Regions from separate parts of the Bombyx mori genome. Here region 1 is linked to region 2. Evidence: chromatin contacts called from public Hi-C data. All regions are on one chromosome and are shown on one strand. Each heading gives the region's core, a stretch centred on a gene start, on an enhancer-like site or on the middle of the called end of the contact. The rest is flanking DNA. Distances are from core to core; before and after follow the strand shown. Region 1 overlaps LOC101743856 (extracellular serine/threonine protein CG31145). Region 2 overlaps LOC101743856 (extracellular serine/threonine protein CG31145).

Region 1 (2,732 bases), core at 199-2,698, 53 kb after region 2:
ACTAATTATAACTTTCCGTGCATATTGAAATTGCAGGGATCGACTTTCATTTAGAAATCTATACGACGGATCTTGTTACAATGCGCGTTGATTGCAATAGAATAGTAGTAATTTTGTTACAACATTTTATTTAAGAGTTTTTATTAAATCTGTATGAAAAATTAAATACTCTAATCATAATATTTAACACACATATATCTATGGACGTGTCAATGAATTTAATAAAAATCTACATAATTCATTCAACGGTCACATAATACTGACTTTTTCATTTTTCTTTATGTTACAAGTAAGTTATTCGGTTAATGTTTATTTTACATTAAACATCTGCGTCATTACGTGACGAACATCGTGCGTGGTCGCTGTGTTGAACTGCTATTTATTGAAACCGGCAATGAAAACTCAAGAGGCTCAATTAACGCGGTCCGGTGTGGCCACTTTTTTCCTTTCCAATTTTATGGTCCGAATGAACGCAATAATTGCGGACTACCCTCATTGCGGTATGTCATTCGACGTCAGTGGACGGTGGAACCTTAATTATGCCTAAGACAATTTTCTGATAGGAATTGGAACATGAAAATTACTTTTGATATGCAAACTCACAAAATGCACTGTCATTAAACGTGAACACGTTAATGATGATCAAGTTTTCGTGATACAAAGGTTGAGATTGCGTCACGGTGTAGGTAACCCTGTAGAGGCAAATTACAATTTAATATTTTTCTTATTACTCCAATTCCTTTTACATTACGAATGTTGTGATTACTTTTATATCTCACTACTGGTTTTTAACAACTTATAATATATACTAATATTACAAAGCTGAAGAGATTGTTTGTTTGAAAGCGCTAATCTCAGGAACTACTAGTCCGATTTGAAAAATTTTTTCAGTGTTAGATAGCTCATTTATTGAGGAAGGCTATAGGCTATATAACATCACGCTAAGATAAGAGCGCCAATAATGTTTCAAAATCTGTTTTTTTTCCCTTTTGAGAGCTGCCGCTGCGTGCGCTGCGGAAACGGTTAAAGTTTCGCTAAAATAGTGTATGACAGAATTGTTCCCCTTTAAAATATCTAAAAAGAAGTTCGCGACAGCATATGTCTATATGTTAAGGTTGGCTCACTGGCTATGCCAAAGTAACTATTCCGCGGACGCGGACGAAGTCGCGGGCAAAAGCTAGTCATAATAATAATTGAGATTAATAAGTAGGCCTTATTTGTTGGTTGATGTTCCCTAGAATTCCTATTCCGCTTTTCTAATCTTAGGTCAAGTATTACCAAGCTTCATCGACATTAAGCGTGCTGTCTAATTAGCTTCACCATTTATTCGAAACCATTAATTTCTTAACACACTTTTCATGTTTTATTTCTAAATGTAACACAGTAATGAGCAACATTTATTAGCAATAATTCTATCGGACAGAGGTATTATTGTATAAAATGTATGTCGGTCTGCACAATATAACAATATGCTCTTCCTGTCAGCCATTGATACCGCCGCCACAGGAAATGCAAGGGCACTCTTTATTTTATTTTATTCTAAATCGATTTGTTCATGTGGTTGTTTTATTTATATTCACGTAATGTGGATCAATATTAATTAAATCGAACATTTGACTTCAGAAAAGAGCTCGTTTGGAACATTTGGGTATACGAAGAGATTTTGTTTAACTTAAATTGTTTTCGGATGATTTCGCCATCTCTTTATAAACAAAAACACCCGGGACCTCAGCTTTCATGCACAGAGTGGATATCAATGATCATTTTGGCCACGCGCTATAGTGAAATCTTATGTGGCAAATGATTACCAATACTTCACTCTGGAATAACGTTTTTTAGCATATTTAAATTGCATAATTATTAATAAAAGTTAAGTAATTTATGTTCATAAAGACTGCATAATGCTGGCTGCGTAGGACCGGTCATTATAGCAAATCTTGAGGGAGGCCTATATCTAGCAGTGGGCTGATGTATTATTTACGAGATTTAATAGTCTACTAAATCTTCTCTCTAATATTTTTTTCCCCATCTAAGAAACACATATTCACATCACATTAATATTCTCTTTGTTGAGTGTAAAGAGTTGACTTTGCAATTCCTTACGCACTCCCCCACTTTAGATTCTCGTAAATATTACAAATCTATTGATAATTTTATCGCGAACTAAACGTTAGGTACTTCGCCATCAATACTAAGAACTCCAAACTAAAACAACAAACAAAACTAAAAGTTGCATAAAAGGAAAATTCCTAAAATCGTAACAATCAGATGAAAGCCCATGCAATGTAACAGTTTATAAACACCGCAAAATGTTTACAGTAGCACCGCGCTCCCATTGTAACTGTAAGACTTCGTTCACAACGAACAGAAAAAAGAAAATCAAATTAAAACAATACATCCTGTAGATAAGGACACGCGATATTGCTATTCTTAACATCTTATGTATTTTTCAGTAATTCAAATAAATAAACTTATAGTTAATTTAAAAAAAAAACGACTGTATGTTTCAATAGGAAATTTTAATTCGAGTCTGAATTCCAGTGTTCTTTTATGTGGCTATATAAAGTTCTTCTTACATGTTAAGTTGACTTTTAAGATGTAATGCAGATGAGTAGCGTTCTGGTATTCAGTCGTAACTATCATCTATGGATAAAAGAGATGTCAAAAGCCCTGTCCCTACCAAAAAGTATTTTCTGTAGTATTAAATAGATTTACAAAATTTGGTCCAACAT
Region 2 (3,067 bases), core at 42-2,541:
ATTTTTAGTGTTGTATAAACCTTGACGGAATATTACTTATGTGTTATGTCGGTGTGAATTGTGACATCTTACTTTTTGTTACACAATTGTTTTACTTATTATATTAGGATGAGTAAGATTATGAAATCTCCTTCTAATAGTTCTTTCAATGGTATCTTTTAAAACTAGCCGACACATATTCTCAGTTCAGTTTGAAACTGTATAGAGAACTGTGTAGTAGGTACATAGTAACAGAAAATCCGGTCACCGTCCTCGTCGAATCCGTCACTTGCGACGAAGGGTTCGACGAGCGAATTAACCCATAGACACAGCGCACTGAGTTTCTCGCCGGATCTTCTCAGTGGGTCGCGTTTCCGGTCCGGTGGTAGATTCTGCGAAGCACTGCTCTTGCTAGAGCCAGTGTTAACATCACTCCGGTTTGAGCCCCGTGAGCTCACCTACTAGCTAAGGTTAAGCTGAAATAGCCTTGAAAAAAAATTATAGAAAAAAACTTATTTGTTGGAACGACTCGCCCGCCAACCATCGTGCGTTTATTGTCCAAGGCAAGAAACCTTCAATGAAGAGAACACTTAATTGGGCAAATAAAGCGTCAACGCATAAAATACGAACTCAAAAACAAATCTTAAAATAATCTTTTTTTATTAGGAAATTCAAATAATCATTTTAATAGACGAAGAATTTTAACAATCACCCTTTACGTTTGAAGCGTTATCATGGACCACGATAAAGTGAATAGCGTGCATTGTATTAATAATAATGATTAATACGAGTACGTTTATTGACTTCGCCCTCTTTCACGAGACAAGGAAGCCATTCGACAATCTTCTTCTCCATATATAAAAATGAATTACTGTTCGTTAGTTTCGCTAAAACTCGAGAACGGCTGAACCGATTTGGCTAATTTTGGTCTTGAATTATTTGCGGAAGTCCAGAGAAGGTTTAAAAGCTACATAAATAGGAAAATGTTCGGAATTTAATAAAAATAACCATTTTGTTTTTCCTTTGATGTGTCCCCCGTCGGACCGATTACTTTTGTTTGTTTTAAGTTTATTTTATACAAAAGTTTAGGTCTTTTATTTATCGATAGAGGCACTATAAAGTGTGCTGGGTCAGCTAGTCTTAATAAAGTATTATACTTTATCCCGGAAAATATACCTAATGTTTTGTTTTAATAAAGTACAATAGATCCATCCGCTGAGTTTAATGTTTTATTAAAGTCTTCGGGTCATGCTTGACCTTGAAACGCACGGATCAGTACAAAACAATGAAGTATCGGCCATTCGTACGTGCGTTGCATCGAAATAATGCGACAGTTTTGTTTGTCACAACTGTGCCAGGTTAATAAGGCTAGCCACATGTCTGGTCATGCGTCGAATTCAAAAACAGCAAACACAAAACATACTAAACAAATATCATCTTAAACCAATGTATCATAGAGCCGAAATCGCTTTGACAGTTTCATCTGTCAAGAAAGCTCTGATTTCACGGATGTCGATTTATATTGCGATCTTTATCGACGTCACGACAAGGAAATTAGGTGAAAACACATTTAAAAGAAAGTGTAGTGTTTCGTGTAAAAGAAAAAAAAACCTTTTATTCAATAATTACTGTTCTCATTCGGTTGCGAACAAACGTCAGCGGCATACCATGACGCCATATCGGTAAGTAGTTAACGTATAATAATGGCACGTAAGATCAATGACCTGGCACTCCAATGGTGCTGTATTTTCAATTGTTATACTGTTAAATTTACTTCGAAATTTCTCCCTGAATATGTACACCTAGACGTACTTTCTTACTGTTACTTCTGTCAGCAGTCAAGAGATACAACGAAGAAAACTCTACCTTCAGGAGGTACTTACTATTCTTGATGATGACCTCCGCGACATATCCATTTATAGTTTATTTTCAGATTACCAAATGGGTTTATTCCGTACAACTGTTTGTAATTCAATATGGTTTGAGATCTTAGTTTAATAAGTTAATTAAATGATCAAAACCATAAGTGCAGTTCGTTTCCAGAGGTCTTTTTTGCCACGTACCATCCGACTATGGAATGAGCTACCCTCCGCGGTGTTTCTCGAGCGCTATGACATGTTCTTCTTCAAAAGAGGCTTGTGGAGAGTATTAAGCGGTAGGCAGTGGCTTGGCTCTGCCCCTGGCATTGCTGAAGTCCCTGGGCGACGGTGACCACTCATCATCAGGTGGGCCGTATGCTGCCTACAAGGGCAATAAAAAAAAAAGTGCAAAGTTGTTCTAGCCTAGAGGAAAAGACGCCGGACTTATATTGTACTGAACGGGGCGAGCATGTCCGTACTAATTTTTCTAAGAAAGTACGTAGTATGTACCTAGCGCGTAAATATTCACGAACGGCTCTCACGACGGCCGAACATAATAATAAATTAAATACGAAATCCAAAAAAAGCCTAATTATTAATAGTAAGCCTAATTATTAATAGTAATTAAAATATAATACAATTGAGCGTTGCCCCTTAACTCTCAATACGAAAGTTCAATTCACGTTGTAATGGGCTTCGGTTACTTTTAAAATGTGCAAACTTTAATAAGTCAGAGCGCGTATCGAGGCATCTATTGCAATAAAAAAAGATAACTATAAAACTTATGTACATATGTTGAAGGCCATTTATTGTGGTTTTATGACGTCGATTTAATAATAATTTGAATTCAATAAATTAATTCCACGAAGCACGTAAAACCGATAAGACGTGCTCCGGCAACGCTTCGTAGTTTTAGATCCACCTATACAAAAATAAAACTGTTCTATTTGAAACTTTATTATCGTTTTGTACCCAATATTTTACAATACACATGGGACAATATACTATTATTACACATATTATAAGGAAATGTATTCCTTTAGAACCATTTTTAAATTAAGATTTTTAAAGACAAAATTACGTTTTATTTTTATTGCTTAGATGGGTGGACGTGCTCACAGCTCACCTGGTGTTAAGTGGTTACTGAAGCCCATAGACATCTATAACGTAAATGCGCCACCCACCTTGAGATATAAATTCTAAGATCTCAAGTACCTATAGTTACAACG

What was found. Hi-C and Micro-C count contacts between places; a contact is called where the count stands out from the background.
Region 1: a Hi-C map of middle silk gland shows a contact between it and region 2, with 2.1 times the contacts expected there. The contact joins two enhancer-like sites. A contact is called at or near these places in 3 of 7 Hi-C or Micro-C datasets (middle silk gland, posterior silk gland and whole pupa).

What each region holds. Positions count from the first base shown.
Region 1 is chr17:11,098,448-11,101,179 of ASM3026992v2, forward strand. The region is part of intron 1 of LOC101743856 (extracellular serine/threonine protein CG31145); the gene reads right to left. Among protein-coding and RNA genes, the nearest start is that of LOC101743856, 9.0 kb to the right of the region's middle. Within about 2 kb of position 1,449, at least 3 of the 8 cell types and tissues checked have open chromatin away from gene starts, as enhancers often do.
Region 2 is chr17:11,045,135-11,048,201 of ASM3026992v2, forward strand. All of the region lies in intron 1 of LOC101743856 (extracellular serine/threonine protein CG31145), which reads right to left. Among protein-coding and RNA genes, the nearest start is that of LOC101743856, 62 kb to the right of the region's middle. Within about 2 kb of position 1,292, at least 7 of the 8 cell types and tissues checked have open chromatin away from gene starts, as enhancers often do.